Regions from separate parts of the Mus musculus genome. Here region 2 is linked to region 1. Evidence: chromatin contacts called from public Hi-C data. All regions are on one chromosome and are shown on one strand. Each heading gives the region's core, a stretch centred on a gene start, on an enhancer-like site or on the middle of the called end of the contact. The rest is flanking DNA. Distances are from core to core; before and after follow the strand shown. Region 1 overlaps Inpp4b (inositol polyphosphate-4-phosphatase, type II). Region 2 overlaps Inpp4b (inositol polyphosphate-4-phosphatase, type II).

The links. Hi-C and Micro-C count contacts between places; a contact is called where the count stands out from the background.
Region 2: a contact with region 1 is called in a Hi-C map of group 2 innate lymphoid cells, with 4 times the contacts expected there. The contact joins two enhancer-like sites. A contact is called at or near these places in 3 of 484 Hi-C or Micro-C datasets (the G1E-ER4 cell line, cortical neurons and group 2 innate lymphoid cells).

Annotation. Positions count from the first base shown.
Region 1 is chr8:81,634,500-81,638,776 of GRCm38.p6, forward strand. All of the region lies in intron 2 of Inpp4b (inositol polyphosphate-4-phosphatase, type II), which reads left to right. Among named protein-coding and RNA genes, the nearest start is that of Gm51582, 290 kb to the left of the region's middle. Within about 2 kb of position 1,887, at least 33 of the 459 cell types and tissues checked have an H3K27ac peak or open chromatin away from gene starts, as enhancers often do. A contact at or near this core is called in group 2 innate lymphoid cells, where this site is marked.
Region 2 is chr8:82,025,624-82,029,900 of GRCm38.p6, forward strand. All of the region lies in intron 17 of Inpp4b (inositol polyphosphate-4-phosphatase, type II), which reads left to right. Among named protein-coding and RNA genes, the nearest start is that of Gm25267, 130 kb to the right of the region's middle. Within about 2 kb of position 1,933, at least 35 of the 459 cell types and tissues checked have an H3K27ac peak or open chromatin away from gene starts, as enhancers often do. A contact at or near this core is called in group 2 innate lymphoid cells, where this site is marked.

The DNA of each region.
Region 1 (4,277 bases), core at 637-3,136:
CTCATGTACATGTACTGCTGATGAATTCTCTAGATCATAGCTAGAATGTCAACATTATTTTTTGTTGATTCCTGTCATAGAATTTGCAATAAATAATTTTTAATGAATCCCCATTTTTAAAAACACTCCAGATTGTTGGCTGCCCTTCGTGCCATGTAGATTTAATCAATTTAGCAGTGGGTATTGAGTATGTTCAGTGTTTAAAAAATAATGATCACAAAGAAGGAGTATAGCACACCACTTATGTAAGGGCTGAGTGGATGATTAGCAATCAAGACCAAGCTGTGCTATTTGCTTCCTATCGTGTAAAGGTCATGTGCAGTGAACAGTTCTGTTTTGCAAAATCCTCAGTTTCAGATGAGAATGGTGTTGTTTAGATTTTGTTTAAGTATACAGAAAGATATTCCAGTGTGGTTTAAAGTTGATAGAAGGTCATAAAAATGATACATTTTTTTAAAAGAATGGTTCCATCTTAAACTTGTACCCAATTCAGTTTTATACTATTTTCTTCAAATTTTATTGGTAAATTATGAAATAATTTGAAGTATTTATTTGGAGTGATTTTGAAGCTATTTGGAAACAATTCTTCAATTAGAGAGCTGCTTTAATTTCCTCCTGCATTTTCAGCTAATAGCTAGTTGCTAAGGCTTGGTAGGCATTCTCCCCCATGCCTGCTTCTCTCTTCTTTCCACTGGTAATTTTTTCCATTGTTCATGAGAGCAACATCTTGTATGTAGTTCTCCAGTCTCTGTACAAGGTGAGTATGCTGGACTTCCTTTAAGGACCCTATCACTCCACTCTCTCATTGCAATAAGAACCTATTTCTCCCACTGCCCATTGCCATCACCTTCAGAACCAGTGATGACTCAGAACTCGCCAATTTTAGTCAAAATTTACTACTTGCATTTTCCTGCACAATCTATGGACTACACTCATTGTCCTGATATTTAAGTGTTATTGACTTGATCACTTCTTTTAAAACTTTAAAAATATTAGCCAACATGGCAATGTTGTCACTTACATTATAACACAACCTCTATGCAACTGTTCAGTGGTCCCTGGTTACAAGACAAAATCAGTGTGTGAGGAAACAGAGCAGGAGACATACCCAATGTGAGTAGTCACTACTTGTTAAAAGTTGATCACAGTTGTTAAGTGCATGCATTTTAGCACAACCCTACAGTAAATCTGTATAAAATGTGGGGACTACAAGTGGAACAGAACAAATCACATCACAGAACAAATACATAGTGTGCTGAGGGGAGTCTGGATATGCTCAAAGTGGATGTCCAAGGCCGTGTGTGTGTGTGTGTGTGTGTGTGTGTATGTTTGTCTGTGTGCTTGTGTGTGTATGTGTGTGTGTGTTATAAATGCAGTTCAATTATCTTTCCACTTTTTGCTGATAAGCATAATCAAACTCAACTAGCAGCAACATTCTCATGCTTCTAAAGAGTCATTTCAATTTTGGGCAAAGGCCAATGACCACAACTTTAAATTGCACATTAAAACAGGGTCTATCTCATTTCTGTAGCTGGGATAAGGCACTTTGACCAAAAGTAACTTAGTAGGTAAAAGCTTCTATTTGATTTATGTTGTCAGGTCATAGTCCATCACTGCTGGAAGTCCAGGCAGGAAATCAAAGTCAAGCCTACTTTCTATTTTATGCAGTGTTTCTCTGGACTAGGTAACTAAAGCGCATCCAAGTGAGTACAGCAGAAACTCCAGGGGAAAGGTGCTTCTTGACTCATGGAGGCTCATCCTCAGCTGGCTTCCTCATACAGCTCAGGACCTCCTGTCCAAAAAATTATAACACCCACAGAGGGCTGAGCTCTCCATTGCCAGTTAGAAATCAAGACAATCCCCCACCCACATGGTTACAGGCCAATTTGGTCTAGGGAATTCCCCAGCTGTGTTTCCCTTCTGAGAAATCAAGTGTGTGTGAAGTTGACAGTTGAAGCTAGAATAAGCAGTAACTTGGTTTCAATAAAACTGCATATCTAGCTATCTGATAATGGTTGCTAACATTTAGATCAGTTAACAAAGGTGTAAATAGATTATTTTAAGTACGTAAATTTTTTTGTTTCAGTGTCATGTAATGTAAGACACTAAGTATTGAATGCCAGCCACACATATTATGAACATGAGTTTTGATTCTAAGAATAACATTTGACTTAGACCTTTTGCTTCCTTAACATCACCAGAGAATGTATATGCAAACAACAAATGAGGAAAGGCCCTACCCTGAGGTACTTGGCCAATAAAATAAATGTTTGAAGTCAAGCCATTGCTCATTTCAAAGTCAGTGGATAAATAATGCTTGCCCGTCTGCTGTCTGTGGCAACAACAAAGCTTAGATTGCCTGACAACAGATAGGAACACAAATGTAATATAAAGTTAGCCTTCCAAATTTCATGAAAAACAACAAAAATTAAAACTTATGAAAGGTAAGGACAGAATTATTGGTTTTGAAAAAAATATTCTTACTCAAAACAAACTATTTATTATATTGTATGTTAAGTTTCATTTTATGCCTTACATAGAAAAACAAAATCAAGGAAGATGAAGTTTCATACATCCAAAGCCACATATAATATTATTTATGTACTGAGTCATTCCTAGGGTTGGGCAGAAAGATTTATTATTTTGGCTGAGTTTTGGAGTAGATACAATAAATTTTTAGATAAAGGAGCAACTATGGAAGCAAAATAATATATTTTCAAAATTATAGGTGAGCTAGTATATTATGTACTTTGGAAAAAACATGTTTATTGAGGGAATTTTCATAGACTTTTATAGAGAGGAGAGTTACCAAGACTCTCTATGTCCCATGACTCTTTTTCCTTAGAGCCAAAGTGGGCAGCAGCTATCTCTCTCTTTTTCATTCCATTTTTATTAGGTATTTTATTCATTTGCATTTCAAATGCTATCCTGAAAGTCCCCCATACCACCCTCCCCTACCCACCCACTCCCATTTCTTGGCCCTGGTGTTCCCCTGTACTGGGGAATATAAAGTTTTCAAGACCAAGGGACCTCTCTTCCCAATGATGGCTGACTAGGCCATCTTCTGCTACATATGCAGCTAGAGACCCATAATCAGCCTCCAAAAGCAGACACCATTGCAATATGCCAGCAAGATTTTGCTGAAAGGACTCTGATATAGCTGTCTCTTGTGAGGCTATGCTGGTACCTGGCAAACACAGAAGTGGATGCTCACAGTCAGCTACTGGATGGAACACAGGGCCCCCAATGGAGGAGCTAGAGAAAGTACCCAAGTAGCTAAAGGGGTCTGCAACCCTATAGGTGGAACAACAATATGAACTAACCAGTACCCCAGAGCAGGTGTCTCTTATCAGTCAGGACCTTGCTTGGTTAGTCACCTCTCTTGTGTTGTTTTTTACTGTGTTTCCAAAACTACGAGGAGAAGTGTAGTGAATACTTATTCTTAAAAATGATATTTGTAATCGTCTTCAATTCCCATAATGACAAATACAGAATCAGAGTTTTAGATATAAGGAGCTGTCTTAATTAGGGTTTCCATTGTTGTAAAGAGACACCATAACCAAGGCAACTCTTATAAAGGACAACATTTAATTGGGGCTGGCTTACAGTATCATCATGGTGGGAAGCATGGCATCGTGCAGGCAAACGTGGTGCTGGAGAAAGAGCTGAGAGTTTTACATCTTGATCCAAAGACAGCCAGGGGAGGACTGACTCTTCCACACTGGGTGAAGCCTAAGCATAGTACCCCAAAGCCCACTCCCACTATGATGCACTTCCTTCAATGAGGCCACACCTACTCCAAAAAGGAAACACCTTTTAGTGGTGTATTTATGTGTGGGCCAAGCATTCAAACACATGAGTCTTTCCAGACCATACCTATCCAAACCTGCACAGGAGGCCTTGCATTTAAAGAGACAGAAGAGTCCAAAATAAAACATGGTGTTTAAAGAACTTGCCCAATTGACCTGACAGATTCTCAGCAGAGGAATAACAAAAGCAGTACCGAGCCCTTCAACCTTAGTTATTTTGCAGTGTGGGGTCAAGTTCATTGACAAGAGAAAGCATATGGCTGTCAGTGAAGTTCACAGATTTCTGAGAGCTTATGGGTCCCCACCTGCATTCTATGCTGCCCAGAGTCCTTAAGTTTTGAAGGAAGCTGTTTAGTGAAGGGCAGGCAGCAAATGCTTCAGCCTCAAGTGCTGGGGCACACCACTCCACATGCTGTTGACACTTTGATAAAAGAACTACTTTGTGGCTTAGAAGGAAATAAAATTCTG
Region 2 (4,277 bases), core at 683-3,182, 390 kb after region 1:
AGAAGCCCACTCATTCCAGTAGGTTTTTGCCTTTTTCCTCTTAGTCTGTCTGACACCTGTCTGTTCTGATTGAGCTCATGCTAGAGGCTATCCTTCTGTCAGGAAAGTTTGGAGAGGCTCCAGGTATTTGATTTAATAACCTTAGGCCCATCTATTCTTCTACATTGAATTTCAACATTAGCAAGCATAGATAAACACCTCAGTGGTATGGTGAATTCCAGGCCAATCAGACAGTTGGGTTTCAATCCCTGAAACTCACATCCAGGAGGGAGCACAACACAGAGATGTTTTCTGGACTCCAGGAATGTGTCCTGGCATGCAGATGCCCTCACCATGCAGCATAGTAATGACATTTCTAGAAAATAGATCAGTATAATGAGCAGCATTTATTGCATCAAATGCCTACATCTCAGCTTATCTGAGTCATCTAGGTTAGGAGCAGTGTGGTACAAATATCGTTACACTCATCAAAACACAAGATAGGATCATTGTGACCTCATGAAATCACATCTCTCATGGTGGCTGTGTGAAAGCAAAGGAGTAGCTCTGTGGCTTGGATCTGAATCTCTGCTATTTGTTAAAGGCTTGATCCTTTGTGCACCACTCCTGGGAGGTGATGGAGTCTCCAGGAGATCAGACCCCATGAGAAGTATTTAAGTTATTAGGGATTTGGCCCCTAGGGTGTTTGGAGAACCACTCTCTCCATTTCCCTCTTTAGCCGTCTAGCTATGGAATGAGCAATGTACTTCACCCATACTCTCTGTCATTGTCACAAGGAAGCCCACCATAGAGTAATGGATTTAGTCAGCCTGGGACTAGATATTTCAAAGCTTTTAGGCAACATAGATAGAACTTTGCTCTTTTCTAGGTCATTGTATTTTGACTAATACAGTCGGTAATGTAAGGAAGCCAAATCAGTATTTATTAGGGTAAGATAAATGCAAATTGAGTTTTCAATTCCTGGACCACAGTTAGGAAATGAATCATAAAGGCAAGAACAGGAAGAGAACACCCTCAGCCTGCAGAAATAACTATGAAGCAGCCAGACCCCAGCACACGCTCCTTTTCCTCAATTGCCTATCGCTGTCAGGATTTAACCTGCTTTTTCTATTTTCCCCTTAGGATATGTCTAGATTAGAGGCCTCAAGAGGGCCGGTGTCTAGGCTTATGATTAACATTGGCCACATGTATTGACTCACACAAAGAAACTCGCTGTACCTTGTGCTGAGGCATGCTCCCCAGTAATTTACCCTTCCATGCTCATATTGATGACTAGAATACTGTTCACGTGTGCACACCGAAAAGTTGAATTTTCAACACATGCTCACACAGAGGGGCTCAGAAAGAGCTGTAACTTTGCTGTCATAGCATGTGGGTTTTTGAAAGGGACATTCTAAGAGTATAGATCCCCATCCCCATCTCCTGTCCTTAACACTCAACCATGAAGGTGTTTTCATTTTGGTATTAAGTGAGATTTGTGTGTAATATAAAACACATGTTGGATACAGATTGGTTTGTGTTTACCTCAAACCATTGGGCATTTTGTCAGCTTCCTTTGGAGCTACTTCAGCTGTTCCTCTTCATAGAAATTCATGAGAAAATGAACAGAGCTGAGACATCTCTCAGCTCTTTGTAGGGCATTTAGTGGCTATTCGATCTTTTTAGCTTTTCTTCCCCCCCCCATATCTGAAAAGTTGTGATCCCAAAATTAAGACTGTCTACATGCTTTTGTGGAGTTAATTATTTTAAATGAGGAGAGAAAAATCAAATACCTGAGAAGAAAATGGCTCAGCAATTGGCAGGACAGCATTACACCACGCTACAGTTGGTTGCTACATGGCCCTTTTATTTTTCTCCCGAGTAACATAAGAGCCATTGAGCTCAGAGGACACGGACATCCTGTACAGGAAATAGATGGTGTGTGGAGGGGAGGGAGGGCACCCAGCAGTCATCCTTTGAATCCTTTAGCTAGTTTCACTTGAATACATTAGAGAAGGCTGTAAAAGGCTGGGAAGCAGAGATCTGCCTGGATGGCTTCCAGGTTCCATCAGAGCTCAGGAAAAGCTCAGCTAAGCCACATGCATTTTATGTTTTCCTGAGGAAAAATTCTGCTTGTTGGTCTCAGGGTTAAGGAGTCTCAGCAAGTTTTTATGAAGATACTAAAACATTCTCTTCATTTTTTCATCTGCTGCTGAAGGAAGCCCATGAGAGAACTACAATTCAGGGACTGCCAAGGTGATGAGCTATGAGGTACTGATGTGGTGGCAAACCATGATGCAAGCACAGGTGCTCTGCTTCCTAGGCACATCTTACCAATGTGTTTTCCCACGTATACACATGATCATACATGTGTGGTCATACACATGTGTAAAGTGGAAAAAAAACTAAACTCAGGAAAGTACATGTGAGTGCATGCATAGATTTTTACTTTGACCACAATGTAAAAAGAGATGGTTTTGTGTGAAGCACAAAACAGCCACCATGCAAATGGGGGACTATGGAAGGACATGACAGCAATGTGAGAAGAGTGAGCTCTTTTCCCCCAACCAATCATCAGCTTTAATAAGAAAATGGAAGCATAGTTTGCTCCTTGTAAGAACGCCATGAAATGTTCATTGTAGTAGGAAGACCATTTACGATCTGAACTCTGCCTCTCTCTGGCCCTCCATAGCCTAATGTGCTCACGTCAGAACTTGGGATTTGCAGAGTGCACTGGGTGTTAACATGGGAAAGAAACATGTAGTCATTGCAGTTGGCTGGGGCAGTTCCTTTAACTACTGGCAGAGCTGATAGTTTCTCTTTATAAAAGATACATATCTGTTACCTTCCTTGATGCCTTGTGTGTCTCCATAGAAAGCATACTGTCTTCCTCAAGTCATCTTACCATGCTCAAACACTTCCAACTCTTCAATTATAACGGTCTTCTAAATTCTCATTTTTCTTAAATTATAATCAAAAGTATATAATCACTATTTTTTTATAGAATGTGTGGTATTAAATGGAGATGCTGGAATGTTGCTAGTGAGTGAAATGCCTCCTGTTTCTCTTCAGTTTAGAGTACCTTTGTATTTCTATCCCTATTCTAGTAAAACTAGAAATGGTCTCTATCTTTCTCTCTTTTGTTTCCACCTCTGTCCCTCTCTCTTCTACTTTCCTCTATCCCACACTCTCTCATTCTGAAATTTATAAGTGGCCTGTGAAGCTTCCACTTTCAAAAACCTTTAAGAAAAGCAAACAGCTGTATTTCGCTTGAATTGACAAGCTCATTCAAGGACAAAAACCTATACACTTAAGTTAGCTTTTTGTTTTCAAAGTAGAAAGAGCACATCACACCCCTGAGCAAGCTACTACCCCTTTGGCATGGGAGAGTGTGATTCAAGATGCTTAAGCAGTAGATACATGTTCTTTGAGAACTATGCAAATGTAACAAGGAAAATGTTTTATTCATTCTTGAATTAAATGACTGACAACGTAGTTCTACTTCAGCCTGATAAAGCAGCTCCACCTACTGCACAAAAGCTGTATTTCCTGCCTGATAATTCCACAGTGGGACCTCAAACCTACAGAACCAATCACAGGACAGAACATGGTTGTAGTTAACTTTCAACATTGAACTATGAGTAAACTTATCAGAACTGTCTTTTCCTAGTGTTTTAATATGTAAGGGTGTGTGATATCAACACACACACACACACACACACACACACACACACATGCAAATACTTTTTCACATTGAGGATAACAGGTACAGAATGAGAGAGGATGGGGTATACAAATAAGTATGGAAGATATATGGTAACACAGAGCATTGTTTGTTGGCACCTGAAATGTTATTTATTCAAAAATAAGTCATCTTTCCCATTTTCTTATGTAATCAATGGTATAAGAATCATGTCAGTTGAATCACTGTTCATATTTAAGCCTGAAGCATAAGCAGACTCTTTGTCAAATGAAACCAGCTGTAATAAGCTTTCCTTGAATTTCTCCTTTTCTAGTGTTTTCTTTTCCCCCAATACTAACACTTAAGTCTACAATATCTCTTGGAAAGATGAAACATAATGTATTGTTTACATTGTAGCATTTCTCTCTTTATGAAGCTTGAGGTCATTCATTTTCCTATCAACCATTTGAATTAGGTCATTTAGTTTATATTATCACAACAGAAAATAAATAATAGTGAATGCAGCACAGCCCTCATGTGATTTGTTTTTTTATCATTCTTTACTGTTCTTTTAAGGTCTTAACTGATAACTGACGTTGTTGTTCTGAGAATATGA